Linked DNA regions of Mus musculus: region 2 is linked to region 1. Evidence: chromatin contacts called from public promoter capture Hi-C data. All regions are on one chromosome and are shown on one strand. Each heading gives the region's core, a stretch centred on a gene start, on an enhancer-like site or on the middle of the called end of the contact. The rest is flanking DNA. Distances are from core to core; before and after follow the strand shown.

The links. Promoter capture Hi-C pulls out the DNA fragments that hold promoters and counts their contacts.
Region 2: a contact with region 1 is called in a promoter capture Hi-C map of erythroid cells, with 4 times the contacts expected there. The contact joins the promoter of Fam50a here to the promoter of Gab3 in region 1. A contact is called at or near these places in 4 of 39 promoter capture datasets (cranial neural crest, erythroid cells, maxillary cranial neural crest and 1 more).

Annotation. Positions count from the first base shown.
Region 1 is chrX:75,083,248-75,086,883 of GRCm38.p6, reverse strand. Gab3 (growth factor receptor bound protein 2-associated protein 3) reads left to right here and starts at 1,979. Exons shown (of 10, transcript NM_181584.4): 1 at 1,979-2,216. The coding sequence starts at 2,145.
Region 2 is chrX:74,311,033-74,314,668 of GRCm38.p6, reverse strand. Fam50a (family with sequence similarity 50, member A) reads right to left here and starts at 1,636. Exons shown (of 13, transcript NM_138607.3): 1 at 1,344-1,636. The coding sequence starts at 1,454. Gdi1 (guanosine diphosphate (GDP) dissociation inhibitor 1) reads right to left here. Exons shown (of 11, transcript NM_010273.4): 11 at 2,802-3,636.

The DNA of each region.
Region 1 (3,636 bases), core at 730-3,229:
GGCAGCAGCTGGAGTCCAGCTTTATGACAGATCCTCATTCTCTGCTTTGTACTCTTGGTATACCTTGAAGCCCTGACTAGTGACACTCCTTGATTTCATGGCTCCTGTTCTGCCAATGAGTTTGCTAAGTGCTACCTTTGTGAAGTTAACCCATCCCCACTTGAAACACCTAGAATGAACTCTCTCCTTTGATCCCTGCTTATACAATGATAATGAACCCTGCATATCATCTCTCCCTAGACATTGTGAATGTCATGTTGAGAGAATTAGTTTTTGTAAAATTTTCTTCTAATTATCATTTCCAAGTGAGAAGCACTATACCAAGGAAAAAAGACCATTGCATATTAGGAAGCTGACCAGATGCCACCAAACATCACATGGATTGTAGTCACATCTTGGATGCTGATTCTAACTTTACTATGGTGCTTTCCAGTTTTTATTTATTGATTGATTGATTGACTGATTGATTGGTTGGTTGGTTTTTTTGAGACAGGGTTTCTCTGTATAGCCCTGGCTGTCCTGGAACTCACTCTGTAGATCAGGCTGGCCTCGAACTCAGAAATCCACCTGCCTCTGCCTCCCAAGTGCTGGGATTAAAGACGTGCGCCACCACTGCCTGGTGCTTTCCAGTTTTTAAAGTGTGTTCACAAAGAGAAGGTAGTGTTTAGAGGGATGAACTCTCTTTTTTTTAAAAAAGATTTATTTATCATCATATGTTATATATTAATGTATATTAATTAACACACACAATTAATTAATATAATAATATATTGATTAATATATTGTTATATGTTAATTATTATATTAACATTAATTATATTACTATAAGTACACTATAGCTGTGTTCAGACACCCCAGATGAGGGCATCAGATCTCATTACAGATGATTGTGAACCACCATGTGGTTCCTGGGATTTGAACTCAGGACCTTTGAAAGGGTAGTCAGTGCTCTTAACTGCTGAGCCACCTCTCCAGCCCAGGGGCTAATTCTTGAGACAGACAACTAACTCTGCTATTGGTAACTTCCTACGTGTGTGCTCTATATAGGGGGCAGTATTGTTCTGTTTCTTGTCTTATGCATGGGCAAAACTGACTCAACAATATAGCTTATAGGGTGTTTGTGTAGATGCTGTGAAGCACTTATGACAATGGCTGGCATATGGTACTCAGTAGTCACAATAAATATCAGTTTATTTTTGTTATTAGAGTTCCCAGCATACAAGCTGGCTCAACCTTATATTTACCTTTTAAAACCCCAGAGTTTAGTAAGGTGCAGCTAGTACTACTGCTGAATTCAGATCATTTTTGTTCATTAGAACATTTAAACAGTTCTGCCCTGGAAGCTCATTATTGAACACAATGATCTTTGGAAGAGGGGCATAAAAATCACACTACTTTGCAAACAATCAAGTGGAGCAGGGAAGTGGAAGAGGAGTCTTTCTTTCTCTGTTAACTATATACATGACAGATATGAGCCATAGATTTTTGTTCTGCAGCGTCTGAGCTAAGGAAACCAACCCTTTTGACATAGCTCTTCAGGGATGGTGATGAAAGCAACAGGATCATTGGCTGCCATTAGGTCACCTAGTGTTTTCCTGGGGGGAGGAGGGGTGGCAGGCTCCTTCCTCCCTCTGCTATAACTATGAAGGTAACAATCTAGGCACCTGGGAAACAGCAGCAGAGCATCCTGCTTGGGGTCTCCAGAAGCAGAGCCTCCTGCAGCACAGCAATTGCTCGAAGAGGCTTTCTTATCTTTGCTGCTTATTCCACCCCCGCCCCGCCCCCGCCCCCGCCTCCGCCCCCCCCCCCCCCCCGCAGTCTAAACTCAAGAACAGCGACTACTGTCCATCCCTTCCTCAAGTCCTGGGGGTGGGAGGAGGGCGAGGAGGGGGCGTCGCTCAGCAACTTGGGGCGGCGCTATGTAGGTAGGAACGCCCCATGGCATCCCTGGCTAGACTTCCTCCTGTCGCAGGCGGCCAGCCCAGCTGGAGGAAGCAGCAGCAGCAGCAGCAGCAGCAGCAGCAGCAGCAGCAGCAGCAGCAGCAGCAGCAGAAGAAGAAGAAGAAGAAGAAGAAGAAGAAGAAGAAGAAGAAGCAGCAGCAGCAGCAGCAGCAGAAGCGGCTGCGGCGGCGGCGGCGGCCAGGATGAGCACTGGTGACACTGTGTGCATGGGCTGGCTCATCAAGTCGCCTCCCGAGAGGAAGCTGCAGCGCTATGTGAGTAGGGGTGCCGACTCAACCCTGGCCTTCGTGCCCTCGGTTCTCTGCTCGTGGGGTGGCCGTGTGTGGCCCTGGGGAGTCCCTGACTCTAGGCGCGCCAAATATAACTGTTCCCAGAGCCCTAGCTGCAGGCGAGGCCATTGGACGTTGGAAAGTGAAATCGCACGTCAAGCTGTTCTGAGTCCTGCAGCAGGCTGGCCTGGTGCCTCTTGCCTGCTGTGTTCAGTGTCTCTATACTGCCACACTCAGCGGTAGATGGAGGTGGGTTGGAGCTGAAACCCCCAACCCAGCTTGTATGCTGGAACAACCAGAGAGACTTCTCTAAAGGGTGCCCTGTCTCCAACTGGAGTTCCATTTCACAGCGAGAACAGGGCGAGGGACAGGGACGTGGACAGTAAGAGGAAACTTGTGTGGGCCACTCAGTGAAGCTGCTGCATTCCTCTTGTAATGAGTACTGTCATAGCTATCATAGAACACTCTTGTTGGGAGCCTACCACACAGTGTAACTCTTTTCTCATTATGTCCCTTCTCAGCATATTCTTTATGATGACATGGAGCTTTTCTAGTACAGCTGGAACCATTGACATTTCCTATTATGAAATAAGGAACCCCGGAGAACTACATCTTTCTACCCGTCATATGACCATATTTAAATAAGTTGCACACAACTCAAAAAGTTCATTATATCTAGTGTTCTCAGGATAAGATCATAAAAATATTCTGCTTAAAGACTCGATTGTTACTGAGCTGTCTTTAGCCATTAACAAGAATCACTTTAGTCCCCGGGGGGTTGTATATACAGATATTAGGATTTCTTGCCCTTGGGGTTTGGTGGAACTGGAAGTAGCTTGATGGATCCTTGTCCTTTATAATTTCTAATTTCTCTGCAAAACCAAAGCATGCAGGTGGGAACTACCCTGTTCAGGTTTGCAGTCAGCTGAGGCATTCCACCACAAATGGGGTTCTACCTGGTACTTATGTCTATAGCTTTCTAACTGGGGTCCTTATTTCACCAGCCAGTACTTTTTTTTTTTTTCATATTAAAGAGCACATATCATGTAGAAATTCAGGGGTGGAATTATAAGAAGATATCAATGATGTATGGATATTTCTGAAATTTGTAACAGAAGCTTTTCCTGAATATGAAGTTTCTCAGTGGTCCCTTACCCCATTCCTGAGTTAGACAGTGACTCACTCTTAGCAGTTTTCCATACAATCTAACTCTTTTTCTCATCATGTCCCTTCTCAGCATATTCCTTATGATGATAGGTTTTTGTTGTTTGTGCTATTGAATAAAAGAATGTTGTTCTACTAAGCATGTAGCCATCACAGATGCAAAATATAAACACTTCTTTGAATAATATCAGTATGCTACCTCCCCCCATCTTTCTCTCTGAGACAGGGCCTCTACATAGCC
Region 2 (3,636 bases), core at 387-2,886, 770 kb after region 1:
GAGGGACATATCAGTGAAGGCCATCTACCACTTCACTATGGAAGTGACAGAGTGGCTGTGGGTTCTAGACCCTAGTTCGAAATTTGTGCCTTAACATGCTATGACATGATCTTAGAAAAGAAAGACACCCTCCCTTCCTTTTCTGTCTGGAAGGGTCCACGAAATTGGGAAGGCTAAAGGAACCAAAGGAGGTCCTTCTCTTGGCATCCCTGAACTGCTCTGGCCCCCTCTTCAGGTCTCCTGCTGGGGCCCAGCACCCACTCAGTAATCTGTAGCCACCACCACTCACCTTCAGCCTTTAAGCTGAAGCTCCTGAGACCCAAGCCACGGGATTTCAGGAAGAGATAAATGGAAAAAAAAAAGAGGGATCAAAATGTCCAGACCCTGGAATTCTCCTTTTTGGCCCAGGATGCTGTCAGCAGCTCTCTGGAAGGCCACTGTTCTTCAGCCTGACCCCATATTAATAAGTGCCCTGTAGGTACTCTGAAGGGACCTCCAAATGAGTAGCCAGTAGAGGCAAACTTCCAGCTGCCAATGAGGCAATGAGGCCGGAACTGTAGGACTAGGTGTCTATACAAGCATAGTTGAGGGTGGACAATACTTCCATCTGGCCGGGCATGGTGGCACATGCCTTTAATCCCAGCACTTGGGAGGCAGAGGCAGGTGGATTTCTGAGTTGGAGGCCAGCCTGGTCTACAGAGTGAGTTCCAGGACAGCCAGGGCTACACAGAGAAACCCTGTCTCAAAAAACCAAAACAACAACAACAACAAAAAACAAAACAAAACAAAAAAACTTCCAACTGAAGACTGGTTTGGGCGTTTGTCTTCTCACTTCCCCAGATAGGGCCTGCTCTCACCTGGAGAGCTAAGGCCCCCTGCTCCTCTCAGGAGTCTTGCCCAAAGGATCAAGCTGTGGTCAGCTTGGTATCGCGCTTCTGAATGCAGCGACCACTCACTAAACAAACCCTGGGAGAAACTCTAGTACTCTGTAATGAGTGAGACTCAGTGGCATACCCCTGTGCCTCTCCACAGGAAGTGGGGTCTTCCCAATAAGCATTGGAAGGCTGGGAGCTCTGTACTCAGGAGGAGTGCCAAGGAGTCTCACCCAACATCAGTGTGCTCCCCATCTCTGACATGGACCAACACTGAGCCCATTTTATAGATTAGACTGTCTCGGCTGACTTCTGTTACTAGAGATGCACAGCAAGTCTCGCCACCAACGCGGGGCCCGCCCTCCGGGCACTCATAGCCCACTGTTGAGGTCTCCCAGAGACGAGTGGCAGGAGACCGCCAGGGGGTCCGCGCGGAGCGCAAGCTCTGAGGTGCCCCGGCCTGGCCCACACCTCTGCAATCCTCTGCTTCATCTGCTCCATTTGCTCACGCTGCTTCTCCCTCTTCTTCATTAGGTGCATGGCGCGTCCCGCCTCGCTTGCAGCGCCCTTGTACTGGGCCATGGTGGCAGCAGCGGTTTCAGCGAAGGCAGTGGCGGTTTCAGCGGAGGCAGCGGCAGCGGCAGCGGCAGCGGCAGCGGCAGCGGCGGCGTTGGCAGCGACGACAGCGGCAACAGTGACTTTTGCTTGGAGAAGTCGTGGAGGCGACGGCGACGGCAGTGGCGGCGGCAATTTAGTCAGCTGATGCGTGACGTCAGCCACCAGGGAACGTGCGGACGCAGGCCCTGCCCTACGCCCGCGGCTCTGACACGTGATCGCACCTCGCCCCGCCTCACAGGAGGCCGGACGAGTTCATCCCATACCCAATGCGAAATCACCAGTTCTTTCTGCTGGTTCCTTGTGACATGGAGCTGGGTCCTCTAGCTTCCTGTACACCCTCAAAGTTAAATGCTATCTTAAGCTGGCCCTCCATTCCTCCTAACTTCTTTCTGTTAGTCCCAAGGCTGAGCGCGCTGCTCCCAACTTGGATGATGGAACTGAGAGCCATGTCTCAGTCAGGTGTACCCCTTCCCACGGAGGCTGTTTTTCCTCCTGCTTGGTCACACACTGACACATTTGGTTGCTTGGATTTTTTTGTTGTTGTTTTTTCCGAGACAGGGTTTCTCTGTGTAGCTGACTGTCCTGGAACTCACTCTGTAGACCAGGCTGGCCTCAAACTCAGAAATTGGCCTGTTCTCTGCCTCCCAAGTGCTGGCATTAAAGGTGTGTGCCACCCCTGCCCAGCTGAATTTTTTTAGCTATCATCCAAGGCTAGGTCCAGGTCCCTTTGCTCCCCCAGGACTGAGACTCCTGATACCTCTCCTTTAAAAATTTGTGTGAGGCAGAGGAGATGGCTCAGGCAATGGTGAGTACCCAGAATCGATCCCCAGCATTCAAATAGCTCACAACTGACTGTAACTCCAATTCCTGGAGATACTGGCTTCTGCAGGCAGCAGATATGCAAGTTGTGCACACCCACCTAGGCAAAATAGCCATACACATAAAAATTTAAATGTGTTTGTTTACATGTTGTGCACAAGCCACTGAACATGTGCAGAGGTCATATTGTGGAATCAGTTTTCTCCTTCCACCTTTACATGGGCTCCAAAGATCAAACTCAGGGTCACATAGAAAATATCTTTATGCATTGAACCATCTCACCTGTGCTATTCTGCTTCGGAGAGGTCAGTATAGCCTTGAACCCAAAACCTCCACACTGACTTCTGATTTGGAAACCACTAGTAAATGATGACCCGTCCAACACCAGATGACCTACTTCACCTGCCTTGATCCTTGCGGATACAGTTCTAGTCCAGAAGCTAAATTGCCCCAGTCCTGCAAAACAGCCTTAAAGCAGAGAACCTAAAGAGCCAGGCTTAAGTTTCAATAGTTTTATTGGGAGGTTTTTGTTTTCTGTGAAATATACTAGAGCTTGGGGAAGGGGACACATTCACTTTGCAAGGTAAGGGTTTCCCACCACTAAAGGAAAAGGCATGGGGCAGGGTACACTGGGGTTTGGATCCACTTTCCTACCTCCTTCTGCTTTGCTCACATTACTTTTTCTCAGTGAACACAACACAAAAGAAATTCAAAACAGATCAACCTCCAGAGGGGGTCACACCTAAATCTTCTCCCATCCCAGGCTTTGCCAGCACTGGGAGAGGCCAGGGCAGCTCACTCTACAGCCCTAGGCTGCACAGAAAGGCTGAGGGCTCAGACAATTACTCCAAAGTTAATAAATTAGAATAAATTATAAGGAGGAGGAGGAGGAGGAGGAATGCAATTTTGTGCTGGGAGGGTCCCTTCTCTCCAACACCTAAGAGTTGGGGGAGGAGATGGGTATCTCCAAAGGCCACTACATTTGGGACTAAGAGCAGTGGGGGTGGGGGTCAGCTTTTCCTCCACTCCTTCCCAAACAGCAAAATTGGGGGTGCACGATGCACACACACATGCACACACATGTACACACGCACACACACGTACGTACACACACGTACACACACGCACGCGCGCGCGCACACACACACACACACACACACACACACACACAAAGTTCTCTTTCCCTAGAACAAGGACAGACCAAGAAAGAGGATACTATCCAACTCCCATCTCCCAAACCATCCCTAAGGTTAAGGATATGGTCAGTGAATAAAATCAATAAGGTGGGTGATTGGAATGTGGTAGGGGAAGCAGAAGATGCTGGAAA